Linked DNA regions of Gossypium hirsutum: region 2 is linked to region 1. A link is a contact called in public Hi-C data. All regions are on one chromosome and are shown on one strand. Each heading gives the region's core, a stretch centred on a gene start, on an enhancer-like site or on the middle of the called end of the contact. The rest is flanking DNA. Distances are from core to core; before and after follow the strand shown. Region 1 holds the start of LOC107903697 (NLR family CARD domain-containing protein 3). Region 2 holds the start of LOC107903693.

Region 1 (5,574 bases), core at 1,941-4,440:
AGAATAGTCTATCATATTGTTATTGAGTTCAAGGGCACGTAAGGTTGAATTTTTCTTCAACAACTCAGCAATTGCCTTTGCACCCTGCATAGGGTAGTGATTCACCATTAAAGTAAATCTCCACTGCAAAGGCCTTTACCTCTTCACAAAGAAATTCCATGGATAACAGAGTGGATATTAACAGAAAGCTAACCTCATCCCCTAAGTCAACACTGTTTAGCTGGAGCTTTTGAATGCCAGTGTTATTCACCAAAATATCACATAGGCACTGCAGGCGAAGGTAGATTATTTATAATAGACACTGAAGCATTAACAAAATTCTCAGCAAAAATGTGAATCCACAGAACGTTGGCACAAACAATATTTATATATATTGCACTTTAGTGATGACATTTGAAACATTAGGTGCCCTTGTTTGGGAAAGCATATGCTACAAACTAGAAAGTACATTACACAGCTTCTATGCTTAGCAATGCTCCCAACTAAATCACAACATCCACTGGGATTCAAACATTCATGCAATTAATTCAGTACTTCTATCTACAAAATTACAGAAGTTCATAATCTACATATAGCAAACAAATACTTCTTGATATTCTAAGAACAAATAAATAAATAAAATCACCACAGATTAGATTTCTAAAGTATCGATGTTATGAAGACGTGCAGAAAAGAATTCCACATCACCATATGCATGTAATTTATATTAGTATTAGACTGCTTGACAATTTAAAAGAATTCATCAACGGTTACAAGTACACCTTAAATTAAAGATTACCTCATTATAAGGTGATTTAGAAGTAGGGAAAAAATGTTTTTACTATTTCCATTATAAACAATATAGAACTTGCTCATAGGCAATTTTTTTATCAAGGTTCCAAGTATGAACTTCCATCCCATTATAGTTCATTATGACATTATCAAATGAAAAACAAATACAAGCTGCAGAGATGATCTTATAGGAAACTTATAAGAATGAAAATTAGTAACCATACAATAGCAGAAAGGGATATGAAAGAACAAGGAGTCTCTAAATAAACAGATGTATCCCTATACACATTAGGTACCAAAAGGAAAATTTATGTTGATTGAGCAACTTCTTTCATCTTACTATTATTACATATAAAATAACTGAGCCCTCAATGTTGGAGGACAGGGACATTTAACTATTTGTAAAGTTGTCAGTTATATAATGGCAAATTTAGGCTGACCTTTATTCCTTCATCTCCAATGGGATTGCCTGAAAGATCAAGGGTCTTCAATACCATATTTGCTTCAAGAACACCATCAAAGGCTTTCATTCCTCTGGCTGTTATTCCATTAGCAGCAAAGCTTACTTCCTCAACAATCTGAAAAGGAGAAGTACTCATTCAGAGAATGCATGGCAAGGAGCACCAATGCTTCTAACTTTCAATAATGAAATAGAAAAGTTTGTACAGAACACAGTCAACAAGAGGATCTTACAGGATAAGATACAACACCTCAATCATAATAATGGACACAAAGAAAATAAAAAAAAAACAACATAGTCAAATAAAGACTAGGAAAGCATAACCTGATTGTAACCTAAGCTCTCGGCAAGAAAAAACAGTCCTTCATCTCCAAAGTTGCGTCCTAATAAAAATGTATAGTAAGGTTTATCATGTTTCGTTCACATGAAATGAATCCACATGCAGTAAAAAATATATTGCATCTTAAATCCAACTGGATAACTTGCTAACAATGCTAAGGAAAGAAAGTAATTACATCACAATGAAAACTTTTAAAAGACTAGTAGACCATTTCTACTGTCCATTAACTGCATCTTGGATTTTCGTGGCTGCGTCATTAAACTCAGACATGAAAAGTGAATAGGATTAAAATAGGTGCTTCACTTTATCTATGGAAATAGTCTAAAATCAGTCAGCATACCTGACATATCAACACTGCTGAATGCCCTAAGTTCCTTGGCAAACTCATTGAGTGTCAGCTTTGACTGTCTATCAATCTTAGCAGTAACACCTGACAATAGATTTGTTCCTGGGGCAAAAGACCACTTCACTCCTTGTGAAGGAGATTTATTTTCAACAGATGAAGACCTAGATGGCTTCGGCATAAGGAGTTTCTCCACCAATTTCCATAAAACTGTCAGCTGAAGACATCAATTAGGGTACATATAGGATAAACATAACAAAGAATATGTGCTGCACTCGTGTAAACATTCCATACAAAGCCTAACGCATCCCCAATAAAAGGAAAAGAAAGATTCCAAAATGCCATTCATATGCCTAGCGCAACAGAAAGAAATAGTAAGGTATAAGAACTGACAACACGTTGGCTTAAAGACTAAAATAAATGCTAAAGTCGGATTAAAAATCAAATGCCATTAACAAATGTAATGCTTATAGCTATGGCCTGAGTAAGCAATCAAGAAAAACCAGAGCGCTAGTAAATTTTCATTGTGCTCAACCAAATTGGGGAATTTCAACAACCTCATCAAAATTATTGACGAAACTCATGAATTTATAAATAGGAATGCAATCAGTTACATTATTCCAAATTCACCATCCACTAGAGAAGAAGAGAAACGGAAATCCATACCAAAAGTAGCGGCGATAAAAACGCCAGCGGGCGCCACAAAGGTTGCAATCTGCTTCGGAGCACTACTGAGAGGCTGCTTCGCCTGCGACTGTCTGTAAACACGCCGCCTCGCGCCTCCCTCCGCACCGTACGCTGCCGCTACCACCAATCTCTTGGACCTGGAGTAACGTCTCCTAGTAATAAACCAAGCGGAATCATGACCAAGACAGCGGCCGTGGTCCGAAGCCAACGCTTGAAGGCCAAGCCTCTGCTTCATCGGAAGAACCAGAGAATAACGAAACATATAAACAAATAGAGTGAGCTTCACCTTTCGAGAGACCGAAGAGATTTCGAAAAAGAGTGAGCGCGTGTAATTACCTTGGGATGAGAGTATAGAGGGAGAGTGGAAGTGAGGGCCATGGAAGTGGAGGTTAAATGCGCATAAGGGTAGAGAGGCTGCTATCTTGCACCTACCGGTTGGACTTCACAGTTTACAGAGAAGAAGGAGAAGGGATAGGAGCGGCGAACAGAGCGACAGTATCTCCAGAATGTTGTCTAATTATAAAACCAAAAAACTAAAAATAAAAGCATATGGACTTTGCAAAGTTTGCATTCAACAAACAAGACTTTGCGGGTTGGGTTTATCTTGATCCCTATAAGAATTTGATGATGATCTGTCCGGGCCAGGCCGGCTTAAGCAATTTTAATAATTCTCTCAATAATTTTTTTATTTTATATAATAACTGGGTGTCATTTATATATATTTATTTAGATTTTCTAAAAATTGATAAAATTATATATCTATTTTTTAAATTAAATAATAAAATCATACATATTTTATGATCATTTTTAAATTTGATCAAATAATTAGAAACATTTTTTTTTGAAAATAAGACTGGGGTTTTATTGAGATAGAAAAAAAAACTAACAGGCGGCCCAATCAATGGCCCAAAGATATGTCAAAGAAAACTAAATTGAAAACTATCCAACTTCTTTCTAACTAAACGGAACTAGAGAAACAATAAATGAAATTAAAAAAACAATTCAAAACCTAACCCAGTCAAATCAAACACAGCTGGACTCCAAAAATATCAATTGAATCGTCATTTCCAAAGCTCCTAACGTTCCATCGACAGCAGTCCCCAAGGCATTAATACTTCACTCTGCTATCTATTTTGATTTCTTCTTCTGTGAATCAAATCTTCAATCTAGATTTCTTGGCCAAATTTCTACCGAGGCAAAATTATGGCGATCCAGTTCTTCTCCCCTCAGATAAGTAGTCTCTCCTTTTTCAAGCGCATTTTTTGCTAATCTGTGAGCATATGAGTTCTTTGATCTATGAATATACTAAAAAATGAGTTCTTGAAAATCAGATTTCTTGCTCTGAATATCTCTGATAATGGCTCCGATTGCTGATTTGTCTGTGGTAGTCTCCTGACATTTCCTTATTACTGTTCTTGAATCCCCCATAAGTTTTACTGAGTGGGTTCTTAGTGAAATCCCTAGCTTTGTACCATCTAAACATGCATATGCCTCTGCCGCAAAAGGAGAAGGAACATTGCTATGAATAACTGTCTTTAACACTGTTAAGTTTCCCCTCAGATTCCATCCTACCAGGTCGGAAGCTGATCTGAAAGTTTTGTTGTCGTACACAGCATCAAAAAGGATCCTGACTCTCGGTATGTCCTCTTGTACTCCATAGCTTCTGCATATACTCTCATTATTCTTTAAAGCTTTTAATCATTCCTGTTCTGCCATGTATCTTTAAATATTAAGTACTAAAGCCCTTCCTGTTGTGTTTTTCCTCTCGTGAATATATTGATTTCTGGAGAACCATATCCACCACAACGCATAACAGAAAAGAAGACATTGACAGCTGTTACTCCTCTTGAAAACCCAGGTTAGCCACTCCCACATAGATTGACTCGTATTATTCATAATCCATGAGAAATTTAACAGATACCATACTTCAGTTGTCATAGGGCAATCTCGAAAGACGTGGAGGCTTCCTTCAACTTCAGATCTGCATTGGGGACATCTGTCATTTGTAACAACTCTCCTGATTCTGAAATTAGCAAAGTTTGGAATAAAATCCCAAGAGATCCACCAGATTGTAAATGCAATTTTTGATGGTATCTATAGGCTCCAAAGTTTCTTGTAAAATTCTTTTGTTTCGGTCTGTAATAAATAGTTTCTAGGATCTAGATTAGCATCTTGTAATAGTTTATAAGCTCTGCAGACCGAAAACTCACCAGATAATTCTCCTTTCCAAACCTGGAAATCCTTATGCTCAATCTCTGTGAAGGGAATCTGAAGAATTTTCTGAGCAATGTCCTCTTGAAAGGTATTATTAACCAATTCCAATTTCCATTCTCTGTTTGATTAATCAATAAGGTCCGAAACTAACCCAATTTCACCTCTGTTTGTTCTGTTATGTGTATCAATTTTGTCAACCCCCTGAATCCAGCAATCTTTCCATATCGAGATTTTATCCCCTCTGCCCACTCTCCAACACATCCCTTTTTGGAGAAGACCCTTTGCAGCCCAGATACTTTTCCAAGTAAAAGAAGGTAAATTTCCCAGCTTCGCAGTTAAGAAACTAGAGTACGGGTAATACTTTGCTTTTAAGATTTTGGCTAAAAAAGAATTTGGGTAATTAATGAGACGCCAACCTTGCTTCGCTAATAACACTATTAAATTGACCAAAATTTCGAAAGCCCATCCCACCATTTTCTTTTAATGAAGAGAGATTTTTCCAAGTGCACCAATGTATTCCTCTTCTGCCTTTTCCTTTCTGCCACCAGAATTTAGCAACAATACTTTCCAACTCATCACATAGAGTTCTAGGAAATAGAAAACAAGCCATCGAATAGGTTGGAATAACCTGTAGAATTGCCTTTACATAAACTTATTTACCTCATTGTGATAGAAATATATTGCTCCAATTGTCGATGCATTTTTTGAACCGGTCCTTCAGACCTTGAAAAGCTTCCTTCTTCCTTTGACCCACCATAT
Region 2 (5,574 bases), core at 2,251-4,750, 240 kb after region 1:
ATGTTTACTAACACTGAAAGTACTATTTACAGAAATTGACTGGCCGCATATATAATATATAGTGCAGGTACAGTGAGGATTTTTCCAGAAAGGCGTCTTTGCATTTAATACAAGCATGAGTGGGAGAGCGATAAACGACAAATAGATTGCTATCAGACTTTTAACATCTCGTAGGCCTATCATAAATGGGAGGTAAGGATGGGCAATTTTCATTCATATTGGCATATGGTTCTAAGCTGTTATAAAATGGCAACTCCATCCAATACTCGCCCAGAATCTGACAGAATGGAAGCCGGCCATCCCCATTGTTACACCAACTAGGCAGGTTCGTTTGGTTGTTCTCAAATATCTTAAGCATGTACGCATCACGGATCTGTAAATAATAACTCATGTCAAACCTTATCAGTTCAAGTCAAAAGAATATCGACATGGAAAGATGACCAAACTGCTGATACTTACAGTGAATTCGGTTACTTGAATCGAGTTTGAAAGGGGACCGAAGACCCCAGCCTCTTTATACATCTCAAGGATAAAGGCAACACATGTTGTTGATTTCCCATCACTGTAGACCCATTCATCTTGTTCCGGGATAGTGAGTAATTGATCAAAGGTTATCCCGCGCCTTTCAGTCTCCTCTAATATTCTATACAGATCCAAATCCTACAATTCCACCATAACAGATTATATCTAATGTACTTATATCTTCCTATGTCATACTTCACTAGAAGTCCAAAATCATTTATTAGAGAGACTAAGAAAGAGAGCAGGAAAAGAGGAATCACTATTTCTCATAGAGTATAGTTATAAATTTATAAAAGGAAGGACAATTATGCACAGTACCTCAGTCCCTAACCGCTTATTCAACGCTTCATTCCACATATTTGCAGCATATGCTGGCTGCACTCTAGTCCACATAGACATGACAGAAATGACCTGCAATAAAAAATCTTGTTAGGACTTGCTAAACTAGTCATTTAGCAAGCTCAGTATCTCAATGTTTTTTGGCAGTAAAACCATCTGCAGCTTATCCTGAATATGACTATGGAAGAGCATCGTCAGGATGTGCAGAATGATCAGAGAAGATGCCTACCAAGTGAGCATCAAGAGGTGGAGGATAGTTGTCAGCTACAGTGTCTATCCAACTAAATATCATGTTGTGATAACCATATGGCTTGCCTGACATGCTCCGAGCATACTCCCATGCTGCGGTGGAGTTCAACTTTGCACGTATATCTGGATGTAAAGAAAGCAAGGCTATCTGTGGATTAGAATTGTCCTTCAGTGACAGCTCCCACCATTCATCCCATGGAATAACCACTATAATTTCTTCACCCTGCAAAATTCATGCAAGCTAATGGCATAAGGAAGAAATCCCAACTTTGTATTTTTAATTCTGGTATCTTCATAAATCTTCCTTCCTGGGCATTAAATACGCTACAAAATCATACTAACATCTCAGGACCTCCCACCATTCTAATCGAAAACAGTCCCAACATACCCTTAACCCAACCAAAGGAAGAAGGGGATTGATCACAGCAAAATGTTAACTTGAACAGTGCGATCAAAACCTGACAATAGTTACAAGGTGATGATACATCATAAAATAACAAGGTGTTAAAACCATAAGTTATTGAACCCAGGGCAACATTTAAATACTTTTAAATTCAAAAACTTTCTTTGGTTGAGCAGTATATGCATAATTTTTTTCTGACTAGACATCGTAAGACTAATGAAGAGAAAAGGAAGCAAAGCACAACAAATAAATAGAAGTTATTAACAATCGGCAATCAATGTGTTATTTATAGCATACCTTTTCATTTTCATGCCCTGATTCAGCAACCCATAGATTACCCATGTCATCCTTCAAGCAAACCGCAGTATGACCAGCAAATGCTCCAGTCACCCATTTTTCTAATGTCTCAAATCCTCCCCACCTACCACGGATCTTTGACACAGCCAAAAAGTCACCAGAATGCACATCTTCTGGATTTACCACTGTGCGCCATGGCTTAGGACGCTTTTCAAATGAAGCACCCATGTGTGTTTTCAAAAAAGCGAGATTGGCTTTCTGACCCCAGACAGTATTTGAAAACAGAGGCAATACATCAACTAAAGAAAGCAATGTGCCAAGCATTCCAGATGGCATTAGAAATACTGAGATTCCATGCTCCTTTACCTGTAAAAAAATATAATCAGACTGTCATTTCCATGCATTAAACAAGTTTTCAGCAATACTCAAAGACCAACTTAATCGAAACATACATATTCCAATTCAGCAGCTTCTTCCCAAGAATCAAATTTCAATGTGTGCTCTCGAGCAGAAAAGTAGTAATCCCAAGTAATCCTATAAGGTGTTGCAAAGACATAAAGATCCATACAAGTCCAGCTGTGCGCTTCAGATGTCTGTAAAAGAAAATTTTTACAGTTCAAGCGAAAATCAGAAAGCCAAAATTAACCATAGTATGTAAAATAATCACCCTCGTCTCTGAACCAAGACTAAAGAGAAGAGATACCGACCAGAATTTCAATTTGGGGTTTTTAGTCTACTAAGGAAAATTAAAGGATTTCAAGTTTAAATAAACAACTTAAAGTTGCTAAAACTTATTCAAATACCAGCACCTATAGTCTACTAAACATAAACAAGTAGCCTTAAATAAACTCCATAACTCATAACTAGGAAGAAACACAAAGGAAATTGATTCAAGTGAATATTCTAAAGCAACTAAACTAAATGTAATTAAACTCAAACAACAACAATAAACTGAGGATTAATGACACGAAAATAAGTAACTAACTTGTCAATAAAGAGGCTTCAATTACAGCCACGGTCATAATGATCAACAGGTCAAAAATACGAACCGTGAGGTGAAGCACACCACCGCCCAATCCCGAATCGTCGCGATCGCTATTGGTGAACTCGAGACGAGCCTCGTTTCCATGAAAGCAAGATCCTTTCCAATCAATTGAGCCATTGTTCGGGGTCACGGAGCCGACAAAAGCCGGCAACAAGTCAACGGCGGAATGAAGAGTGTTCAAGACCGGCCAAGATACCTGGTGCGGAAGCACCGGGAGAACATCACTGACCCTAAAGGGGACTTTGAAAGCTTGACCGAAATCAACGCCAAACCCTAACCCTAAAACACAGAAAAATAAGGATAAGAGGAAAGGATTGAAGAATCGAGGCATGGGAAAGAAAGAAGGGATGATGGGGATGGGGTTGGGGTTGGGGTTGGGATTGGGATTGGGATTGGGATTGAGGATGGCAGAGAGATAGAGAGATGAAATTTGCCCTAAAATTTGAGAGCCATTAGAGTTGGATATTGAGGGAGAAAGGTCCGTTTTGGTGGTTGGGGGAATTATTGAGGTAGCATTTTAACTTTGACTTTTGTTTTGGTTGACGACGATGAGGAATAAGGAGAAACGGGATCCGTTTCGTTTTACCCACGGTTTTACGCTAACGTGGCGAAAGGATATAAGAACCTTTACAAACAATAACAAAATATCCTAAATCGATTTCCAAACGGAATTTTCATTATTTGTTTTTTTCTTCTTTTTGCCGTTTCCTATTTCCAGCCTGAAAATACGAATTTTGAGCATTATCTCAACTTTTCTTTATACTATTTTTTATAATTAATTGCAATTAGATTGATTTTATTTATTAATAAAAAACATATTAGGATAATTTTTTATTTATGAAAATATGAATATCATTATCAAAAATCTATGCTTACATAAAAAGTCTTAAGTGTAATGAGTGAAAGGTTAAGATAGGTCGAGTAACTTGTCCAAGTCCGAAGATTTTTTCGAAAAGTTAAGAGGTAGGTTTGAAAAATTAGTTTGACAAAAAAAAAAGCTCATTTCTAAATGCGACAGATCTCGAGCAAAATTTTTTGGCTCAAATCCGACCCCATTCGAATCACATGGATATATTTTTTGTAATTTTAATTTGTTGAAAAAGATTTATTTTAATATTTTTAAAATTTTTAGTGTTTTATATTTTTTTAATTTCATTTTTATATAAAAAAATTATTACGGTCGGATCGGGTCGAGTCGAATTCGGATTTAACATTTTTAATATAAATCGGATATAAATAAAATTTTAAGCTTATTTTTTAGACCGAATCTATTGAACTTAGACCTAAAAAATAAGCCTAAAATTTTGCATCAACCCTAGTTAGAATCATAATTATTAAACCAAAAACTAGTACTACCGCCATTCCTAAGTCCTTGGTTTTACTAGAGTCAATATGTTTGGCTTTCATTCCCTTCAATTTGTTCTGATATCCCAATTAACTTTGCAAATATTGTTTGGTAATTTGTATTGATTGTGTCAATATCTTATTGCCTGAAAAAAAAAAGATTTATTGAGATTTAGGAGGCCGGACTAGTAGATGAAGATGGGTTCAATCACATTGACTCGTTTCTTGAAATACCCAAACTGAAATCCATATGACTATTCCATCTTCCCCAGCGCATTAGGGTCCGTGCAAACCTATTAGCCTCCCATCTGTACCTAATTTTCCAAGAAACCATTCATTCGATGAAATCCAAGAAAGGAAATGCTTTGAATTAGAAAAGCTCTGATTTTCTTCAATTTTCCTTTTCACCCAAGAAAAGCTGCAGGAAATTGAAATTCAGAAATCCGAGAAAAATTCAAAGGGAAACTAAGGAGGTAGGGTTATTCATCTCTCGCTCAGTTCGATTATGTACAACAAACAAATATAAATCACGAAAATCACCATTGTTTCTAGAAGTGAAAAAATGAGAAATCAAAACAAATAACTGGGGTATTCAAAGAAATTGGCAAAAGCAGAAGGAAAAGATTGGTGTTTGATTAAATTCCCTTTGTAAAGATCATAGGATTCCCAAATATGATCAAGAGGGCATGGGCTTCCACCATCCAGTCGAACCCATGGCTTCCCTTTCCCACTCCAATGCAACAAGCTGACCGGACCCGGATGCAACGAACGACATGAACCTCGTATATTGTCCCCTCCAAGCCCATGTTGGTTCCATCTATGATCAATGCCTTCTACATTCCCAGCAAATACCAGCAAATAGGGTGGCAATGAGCCCAACTCGTATATCTTTTTTTTCCTTTGTATTTCCATCCAATTCTCTATTCTTTTCCTGTAATTCCCTTCTCTCCAACGCACTAAATCCATTAACATTACTCCCGTGTTGAAATAACACGGCTTTCTCGACCGGAAAACCCGGGATATTACCGGGTCCGACCAAAACCCGGCAGTGAAATACTTGGTGAAGTTTGCATGGCAGTATTCGGGTGCGCCGATGACTCGAGAATTGGTCAACGTTGTGTTCCAGAGTTTGAGGATGTCATCGACGAGGACCAGGTCTGAGTCGAGATAAATGACTCGGCCTACTTGGAGATCCAACATGTCCCCGAGGTAGTTCCGAGCGTAGTTCAGCGGGTTCTCGAGGGCTTGCCGGATTGAAGAAGAGATCAAGTTGATCACTGTGTCTTCACGGAAGATGTAGATTCTGAAGTTGAGTGAAGGGAATGTGGAGCGAACGAGTTTGCTCAAGACTCTTGGACTCGCGGGGTCGAACTCG

Evidence for each region. A called contact is a pair of places that touch in the nucleus more often than the background predicts.
Region 2: a Hi-C map of leaf shows a contact between it and region 1, with 5 times the contacts expected there. The contact joins the promoter of LOC107903693 here to the promoter of LOC107903697 in region 1. A contact is called at or near these places in 24 of 34 Hi-C or Micro-C datasets (anther, callus, fibers and 4 more).

The regions. Positions count from the first base shown.
Region 1 is chrD05:47,761,558-47,767,131 of Gossypium_hirsutum_v2.1, forward strand. It overlaps LOC107903697 (NLR family CARD domain-containing protein 3), which reads right to left and starts at 3,191. Exons shown (of 19, transcript XR_001685898.2): 1 at 2,938-3,191; 2 at 2,581-2,827; 3 at 1,912-2,124; 4 at 1,556-1,614; 5 at 1,212-1,349; 6 at 194-268; 7 at 1-84. It overlaps LOC107903696 (a long non-coding RNA gene), which reads left to right and starts at 3,567. Exons shown (of 5, transcript XR_001685893.2): 1 at 3,567-4,238; 2 at 4,391-4,459; 3 at 4,533-4,903; 4 at 5,027-5,129.
Region 2 is chrD05:48,003,557-48,009,130 of Gossypium_hirsutum_v2.1, forward strand. It overlaps LOC107903693, which reads right to left and starts at 3,501. Exons shown (of 7, transcript XM_016829836.2): 1 at 2,860-3,501; 2 at 2,263-2,403; 3 at 1,811-2,176; 4 at 1,091-1,333; 5 at 841-933; 6 at 460-660; 7 at 26-373. The coding sequence starts at 3,186. The coding sequence ends at 161. LOC107903691 (probable galacturonosyltransferase-like 9) reads right to left here. Exons shown (of 1, transcript XM_016829835.2): 1 at 4,634-5,574. The coding sequence ends at 4,770.